Regions from separate parts of the Ovis aries genome. Here region 2 is linked to region 1. Evidence: chromatin contacts called from public Hi-C data. All regions are on one chromosome and are shown on one strand. Each heading gives the region's core, a stretch centred on a gene start, on an enhancer-like site or on the middle of the called end of the contact. The rest is flanking DNA. Distances are from core to core; before and after follow the strand shown.

Region 1 (4,042 bases), core at 705-3,204:
CAGAACTGCTCTCCGCAGTGACAGGCCAGAGCAAGACACCCCTCGCCTGAGACAAAGGGTGCCAGCCACCTGCTGTCGCCCAAAGTGATTCTAACACGCCAACAGGGGACAGGAAGTACCCTCCACAGAGCAGGATTTTGGTGGGTGGCCACATGAGGCCTGGACTCGCTGGCCACACACTGCAGTATCACGAACCAATTTCTCAGAAAAGCACAACAGCCTTATGCACTCAAACCCCAATCAGGGGAGACACTGGACGCCACTGGCCTTAAAAGCTTTCCCCTGGGTGTCTTAAGGGGTCAGAAAACCTGCTGGGGTTTTCTGCCTGCTGCCAAGGGGCCGGGAGGCCCTCTCGGGGATCCAGCCTCCCAGGGGTGTCCCTGCCTCTTGGGGTGGGGGGACAGCTGCTACTCAGGAGCCAGGAGCACCTCTCCGGTCGCAGGTGCTGCCACAGCACTGTCTAGGGGAGCGGCTGGACCTGAGCAGACCTGACCAGGTCCCTGCCAGTGAAGAGGGGGAGGGGTGCACTCCCTACCAGTGAGCTCGGGCCCGCGAGGTTTCCTTGAGCCCTGGAGGCTGAGCCCAGGGGTGCTGGGATAAGCCTGCTGCCTTGTGCCCAGCCACCGTGTGCCACACACTGGGCAGGGAGCTCAGGGGGGTCCAGCTGTTTGCGGGGTGCTTCAGGCCCACAAGGTTTCTGGTCCCTAAGGGGGGGATGGTGCTTAGGAATCAAATGCTTCAGGCTTGCTGAGCGGCTGTCATGAGAGGAAAGGACAGCTGTATTAACAGGCTGAAATTCCTCTGCAGAGCCTGTCAGCCTCACGCACCTCAGGCCCCCTCAGGACTCGACTTCGGATGCCACCTGAGTCCACCCACCGCCCCCCAGCCCTGCCAGTCATGGACCTTCCACCCCCACCTGCTGCCAAGCCTGCTCCCTCAAGAAGCCGAGGCACCTCTCCCCAGCACCCTCCACTCTCCTCCACTGCTGTGGGTCACCACACCCTGAGCATCCTCTTCAGGACACCCCACTTTCCTCCGCTCTCCTCAGCCCTCCACTGTGGGGAGACCAGGCTCCCACTCGTCACTCTGGATGCTCTGTGGATCTTTTTCTCCCATGGCCCCTCGAGCTCAGGGATGCAAGCCCAGATACCCAGGCTCAGCTGGCCCCTCCACCCATAGCATCAGCTCTGCCTCCATCCAGTCTCCAGAACCTACCCTCTGGGCCTGACCCCTGCCTCACTCTCATGTCTAGCCTTCACCCAACATTGGGCATGGACAGCCCTCCCACCAGGCACATGGCATCCTACTCAAGCAGGCTCTCAGCACGCTATCCTCTCAGATGCCTGCCACCTCTCCACCTCATCCCAGCATGTCCAGCCAGGACACGGGCTACAGTATGGCATTCCAGGCCCTTCCCTGCGGGCACCTGTTGCTGTACCTCGTCAACACCAGGCATCTGATCCATCAGAGGTGTGCCTGGACTCTCCCAGGGTCACCTGGAGATTCTCCCCATCAGTATGAAGATTTATGTGGTAAAACCACATATCCAGTACTAGACTGTAATCCTCATTTGGATTCTCCCATCAGATCCTCACAAACCCCATCAGGCAGGTTACCACCACCTCTGCACAGACAGGAAGCAGAGTCCAGGCACTGCTCTGCCTCATCACCTCCCTGCCCAAGGCCCCCTGACCTCACACTCAGAGACAGCATTCCCGCCCAGCACCACTCTGCTCCTCCCACCTCCCCACATCAGTGTGCTGATACACCCAGTTTGCAACTTGGGCCTGGCCCAAGGCAGGAGAAAGGCCTCTAAGGCTGAAGGAGAGGAGAGGCGTGGTCTCTAAGGAGAGGGTAGAAGTTCTAGAAGCTTCTAGCAGTTCTAGAAGCTGCTGTCTGGAACAGCCATCAGTGACAAACTCCAGGGTTTCCGATCCAGGCAAGAACCACTCTTGTGGCTGGCCCCTGCCACCTGGTGGTGGTGTGCAGTACTGCAGGCCTGGGCCAGCAGGGCCAGTCTTGCGAGGAAACCAGCCCTCAAGACTCCAGGACAGACTCAGCAGCAGCAGCAGCATCACCATCATTGTCACCAACACCGCACTGACGCAACACAGAGAGGCACTCTCTAAGTTCCTGTCATGGACCAACTCATTACACCAACACCACCTATGAAACACGTCTCATCAGGGGTACACAGGAGTCAAGTAACCTGCCCAAACTCACCCAGCTATCTCCACCAGGTGCTTTTCAAGACCAGGATCCATTCTCCCTTCTTGGAAGATCTGTTCCTTTAGTCACCCCAAGAAAATGCCAGCCTCAAACATCTAAGACTCGGAACAGCTTGTTGGGGGTGCAAGAAGAGAACTCTGAACCCCACACCCCACAACTCTGTACAAATATGTCCTTCTCCACTTACTCCTTGAAAGGAAAGTTACGACCAACCTAGACAGCATATTAAAAAGCAGAGACATTACTTTGCCAACAAAGGTCCGTCTAGTCAAGGCTATGGTTTTCCAGTGGTCGTGTATGGATGTGAGAGTTGGACTATAAAGAAAGCTGAGCACCAAAGAATTGATGCTTTTGACCTGTGGTGTTGGAGAAGACTCTAAGAGTCCCTTGCACTGCAAGGAGATCCAACCAGTCCATCCTAAAGGAGATCAGTCCTGAGTGTTCATTGGAAGGACTGATGTTGAAGCTGAAACTCCCATACTTTGGCCATCTGATGCAAAGAGCTGACTCATTTGAAAAGACCCTGATGCTGGGAAAGATTGAAGGCAGGAGGAGAAGGGGACGACAGAGGATGAGATGGCTGGATGGCATCACCGACTCGATGGATATGAGTTTGAGTGAACTCTGGGAGTTGATGATAAACAGGGAGGCCTGGCGTGCCTGAGCTGCAAAGAGTTGGACACGACTGAGCGACTGAACTGAACTGTCCTTCCCATTTTCGGGTGTGAATTTCGCAAGTGATCCCATGAACTTGAAACTTAGTCCCAAATTCACAACCACAGTTCTTCAAACTACTCCAGCTCTGACTCTTCCTGGTCTTGCCCCAAACCCCCAGGTCTGCCTATCCATTCAGCCTCCGGCAAAACTCCCAGCACCTCCTGTGGCACCTCACCAGCTCCCTTCCTGGGTCCACATCCCCACAACTGTGGTGAATCACAGTTCTGCCCAGTCACACCTACCTTGAGGCCAGTTTCATACCCTAGTAGCGTCAGCTATCTCATCTTGAGCTCACACAAGTCTGACCCCAACCCCATCTCCCTCCTGGAGCCTGACACCAGCCCATATTGACAGCCCGCCACCCTGCCTTCTAAAGGCTACAATTAAATAAGGAGACACAGCACCACGGCTGTGTTTACCAGCCTGGCCCCTAACAAATGGACCCTCCAAACAGCTCCTGGCTCCACATCTGTGGAGGACACCATGGAACCAGAGGTGGCCAAGGCCCCACCAACACGGACCTCTTTTGACAAACCTGTCCCCTTCATCACCTCCAGAGCTATCAGCTTGGCCCCAGAGCAACAGAGCGTTCATTACAGGGGGAGGCAAGTAGCACATGCAGCCCCTGGGAAGTGCCCCTCGAGAGGCGCCCTGGCCAGAGCCCCCATTTGCCCTGCAGTGTGCGTGAGGCTCTGCCACGTCACAAATGGCCACCAGAGGGCTGGTGGATGCCAGGTGGCAACCCCTTCCATCCCCTAGCCAAGTTTCCAGACAGCCACACCATAGATGACCCACCCCTGGAGATCCCAACAGACCCAGGACTCCCCACAGCTAGCCAGGGCTGTCCTCAGGCCCAGTTCAGCCCTGCAGCCATGAGCTGGACGCCTGGCGCAGCACAGTCCCGCAGCAGCCCCCCGGGGACACTCACACTGATAGTGCTGTAAGAGCCGGTGAGTCCGCACGTCCCACACCTTCACCGTGTTGTCCATGCCGGCAGCAGCGATGCACGTGCCACTGGGGTGGAAGTCCACGTAGGTGACAAAGCTGGAAAGAGGGGGCCACCGAGTGCTGTAGGAGGCCTGACTCAGAGCAGACC
Region 2 (4,042 bases), core at 987-3,486, 200 kb before region 1:
GACCCAAACCCTAGTTCCAGCCCTGGGATCACAGACACAGGCTGACCGACAGATCCTGTCTCAGATTTATTTGTACAAATAGCACAAGAGGACACCAGCCCCACGCAGACAGCAGCCCAGGGGGTCACACCAGTCCTTCTGTCCTCACACTGGCAGATGAAGGTCCCTACTCCGGAGCTTTGGTGGGGGCCTGGGCACCCTTGGCAGCTGGAGCCGCAGCCGCAGGTGGCTTGGCCTTGGCTGGAGCCTTGGCCGGAGCCTTGGCCTGGGACTTTGGCCGGCAGAGCCTGAGGCCCTTGGCGATGCGAGCACGGGCGCGCTTCCCGAGCTTGGGGTGGGCGATGTAGGCAAGTCGGCTGAGCTTGCGGCTGCCGCCTGTGGGCATCTTGGGCTTGACCTCCTTGGGCTTGACGAGGGCCTTGACAGCCTCGGCACGTGCACTCATGGCCTTCGCGTTGTTGGCCTGCATCTTCTTCAGGCCCCTCTTGTTGTGCTTCTTGGCAAAGCGCATGTTCCTCAGGAACTTGGGGTCTACCTGGTAGGCAAGAAATGTACTGACAGCTGTGAGTGCAGCATGTAAGGGCCAAGTCACCCTTGGTCCCCCTCTCTATAGCAGCACCTTAGAGACTATCAGGCCTATTGGGAGTCGAGACAGCATCAAGTCAACCTTAAATGCAGAAATAACCTGAGCCTTAGAAACTACCGGCAGCCAAATGCGTACCACCACCCCAAAAGTCAGTAATGCCACCCTGCTAATGCTATACACAAAACACATCTTCAGGGCTACATGCCCAGAGCCCAGGAGAGTTCAAATGCAGGTGCAGAAAGAAAGAGGAAATTCCTACAGCAGGATTTTGGTTGAGGCTTCCCTGAAAACCCCTTCAGGGACACCCCACCCCCTCCTCCTCAAAAAATGTCAAATTCCAAGGTTGGTACAACAGATTCACAGCAAACAAGCTGTAAGAGACTAAGGGAGGGAAAAGGGGGAGGGGGAGAGACCAATGGTACAGGGGAGAAGCAAAGTGCAGAGAGGGCACAGTTCTGCTCAGACCCCATGGCATCAGCCTTCCTGGCACAGAGTCAGATCAAGTCATATGGGTGGTCAAAGTGGAATGGAGTGCTCACAAGGTACCAGGTACACACAGGCAAGGCCATCCTTTCCCTGGAAAGGCTCTGGGTGACCAAGGGAGATGATCAGACTGCCCTCAGGTAGCAGGTTACCACCTGACCAGGGGGTTATACTCCAAGCCGATAAAGGCCAAGTAAAACTTTATTACAGGCCTGGCAAAGCTTGAAGTCCAACTAAAACGAAGGACAGTTAAGCACATGAATGAATGAAAGACCCTGTCTATGCAACTGGAGCCAAACAAACACACTCATGTGATTCGGTGCACACACTCACCCCCTTAAGAGATTCGTATCGTTGTGATCGGGGTTTCTTGATGCCGTTTCTATGCCATTTTCGGGCTGTGGGATAGGGAAGGAATTAGACCAAAGAAAGAGATTTCCTCTAATATGACAACCATCACAGCTGGCAAGCCGGGGAGAACTTCCCATTACTTAGTATTTGTTTAAGAAACCCTTTATCACTGGATGCAAGTGGGTATCTCGAGGCTTATTAAATCTAAACCCCAAAGGTAATGCTGAAAGTAACATCAGTCTCATGCCCATAGTAGAAAATGTGCCTTCTTTCCCTGGCAAGTATCCCTAATCCTTGCTAGGACCTGGAGCATTCGATGAAGGCTGGGCCAGGGAACTTACACTGGTTGTGCGTGGTGTGGTTCTTGGACTTGGCCATGTCTGCACCTGGAGAACGAGAGTGGAGATCAGAGCTGGGGGCTCGCCAGACCGGGTCTACCTTTTCGCCCTGATCTAGAAGATCGTGCAGCCAGAACGAGGCTGAAACACAGACGCATGTACCTCGATTCACTCTGCAAGACCCGACGCCAGTCTCCCCCTTCCAAACTCAGGTTAGGGTACCTTGAAACCAACCCCCAGCCGCAAGATTGCGCTCTCCCCCTAAATCTGAATTCTCCCTACTCGCATCCACCCGGTGAAAACCCATAAGCACCGCCCCCGCCCCGCGGCCTCCGCTCCCCACAGCCAGGCGCCGGTCTCCCAGTCCTTCCCAGGCCTCGCGCCCCACAGCCATCCAGGAGTCACGGATGGCTCTGGATACCGCGCGGCTAGCACTCACCCGGGCCCTCAGATGCCGAAGCGCGTGGGACCGGAAGAGAAAGAGGAAGGCCGCGGTGCAGCACGGGAAATAGGCTCGTCGCAGCAGGAAGGCACTACTGGAAAAGCTTCCCCCAACGCTGTGAAGAAAGGTTCCTAAGCCCGGAGGATACAATCCAGACCGGAAGGCAAGGCTAACAAGCCGGGCCGGCTCGTTCAGGTTTTGGCTCGTATTTTTCCTGGACTTGAGTCTCAGGTCTCATTAAAGGTCTTGAAGGCGACGGGGGTCCTTGAGGAACACACGTGAGGCGGGAAGTGACAGGAAATTAGTGTGCCAGAAAAAGTACCCCTGGCTACTGTGTGGAGAGTGAACTGTAGGGAGCAGAGGAGAGGAGGCAGAGCTGGGAGGAATCTGGGACAGGACTTGACCTGGAGCTGAGTGGGGACACGAGGGGTGGATCGGAGTGGATAAAGAAACACACTAGACTGGGCTTGGGATGCAGAAGGTTGGGGAGAGAAAGAAGGCCAGTGTAGCGCTTCAGTTTCTGGCTTGAACAAGCGGGTGAAGATAGGGGTCTTGTTGCTTTATTCTGAGGGAGCCAATGGCTCCGGTGTTTCTTTATTTTTTTAAAAAAACTTTTAATTTATATTGGAGTACAGCTGATTAACAGTATTGTGAGAGTTGCAGGTGCCCAGCAAAGTGACTCAGCTATACCTATACGTTTATCCTGGATGTTTTCTTTTTAGATGCATTAAATGTGATATGCCTGTTGATACCCAAAATGAGCAAACCTTGCCTCCTGATAACTCTATTGCCCTGTAAAGTCTTACCCCTACTTTTTTTTTTTTATTCCCCACACAGCGGTGGGGTCTGACGACACTTTTCTTTATTTTTTCTGGCCACACCATGTGGCATGTGGGATCTTCCCCCAAACCAAGGGCTGAACCCCTGTCCTCTGTACTGGGAGCGTGGAGGCCTAACCACCGGACTGCCAGGGAAGTCCCTGAGCTTTTAAGATACAAATCAGATCTTGTCACTTAAAGTCTGCAAGGGCTTTCCCTTGCATTAGAGATGAATTCTTTACCTCCCCTAATGCTGGCAACTCATCATTCACTTCTCTCCACCCCTATGGACTTCTTTCTTTCCTGCCAAGCACAAATACTTGTTCCTGCTTCAGGGCCTTTGGACTTGCTATCCACTCCACGTGGACTGCCTTCTTCCTGCTCTTTGGATGGTGTCCTAGACTTCCCCTAGAACAGAGATCTCTGCCCCATCTCCGCAGTTACGCTGTGTCCTCTTATTCTGTTTGCTTCCTTCATAGAACTTGCCCAGCCTCTAATTACCTGTTTTATTTACTTGTGTATGTGTTCATTGGCTCAAGCACCATGAGTTCAGGACTAGTTTGGTCACTGTCATTTTCCATTGCCTGGCACAGCACTTGATGTAGAACAGGAGATTAAGAACCCTCCACCCCCGTGCCCCCACCACCACCACCCTGAATGGATACTGCTTGCACTCCTTGGCAGGCAAGATCATGGACTGACGGACACATGTTGCAGAGAGTTGGGGAGTGAAAGGGAAAGGAGGGTGTGGGGGCTGGACACACAGGTGACTCCTTACTGAAACATTCCTGAGAAAAGGGAGAGAAATCTGGCAGGTTGAGTTAGGGGAATGAAGAGCAGGCTCAGATGCTCCAGGGGTGACCGAGTGCCAACAAAGAAACAATTGAGGGTTTTCCCTAGCAGTCCAGTGTTTGAGACCCACCCTTCCACTGCAGGGGGCACGGGTTCAATCCCTGGTTGGGGAACTAAGATCTCACACGCTGTATGGTGTGGCCAAACTTTTTTTTTTTTTAGAGAAAGAAAA

What was found. A called contact is a pair of places that touch in the nucleus more often than the background predicts.
Region 2: a Hi-C map of hypothalamus shows a contact between it and region 1, with 4 times the contacts expected there. The contact joins the promoter of RPL29 here to the enhancer-like site in region 1. A contact is called at or near these places in 9 of 16 Hi-C or Micro-C datasets (blood, hypothalamus, liver and 4 more).

What each region holds. Positions count from the first base shown.
Region 1 is chr19:48,812,998-48,817,039 of ARS-UI_Ramb_v3.0, reverse strand. POC1A (POC1 centriolar protein A) reads right to left here. Exons shown (of 12, transcript XM_060402896.1): 7 at 3,875-3,990. Among named protein-coding and RNA genes, the nearest start is that of POC1A, 38 kb to the right of the region's middle. Within about 2 kb of position 1,954, at least 12 of the 54 cell types and tissues checked have an H3K27ac peak or open chromatin away from gene starts, as enhancers often do. A contact at or near this core is called in hypothalamus, where this site is marked.
Region 2 is chr19:49,016,561-49,020,602 of ARS-UI_Ramb_v3.0, reverse strand. RPL29 (ribosomal protein L29) reads right to left here and starts at 2,236. Exons shown (of 4, transcript XM_004018410.4): 1 at 2,198-2,236; 2 at 1,762-1,806; 3 at 1,403-1,467; 4 at 54-535. The coding sequence starts at 1,798. The coding sequence ends at 167. LOC132658216 (a long non-coding RNA gene) reads left to right here and starts at 2,334. Exons shown (of 5, transcript XR_009597516.1): 1 at 2,334-2,395.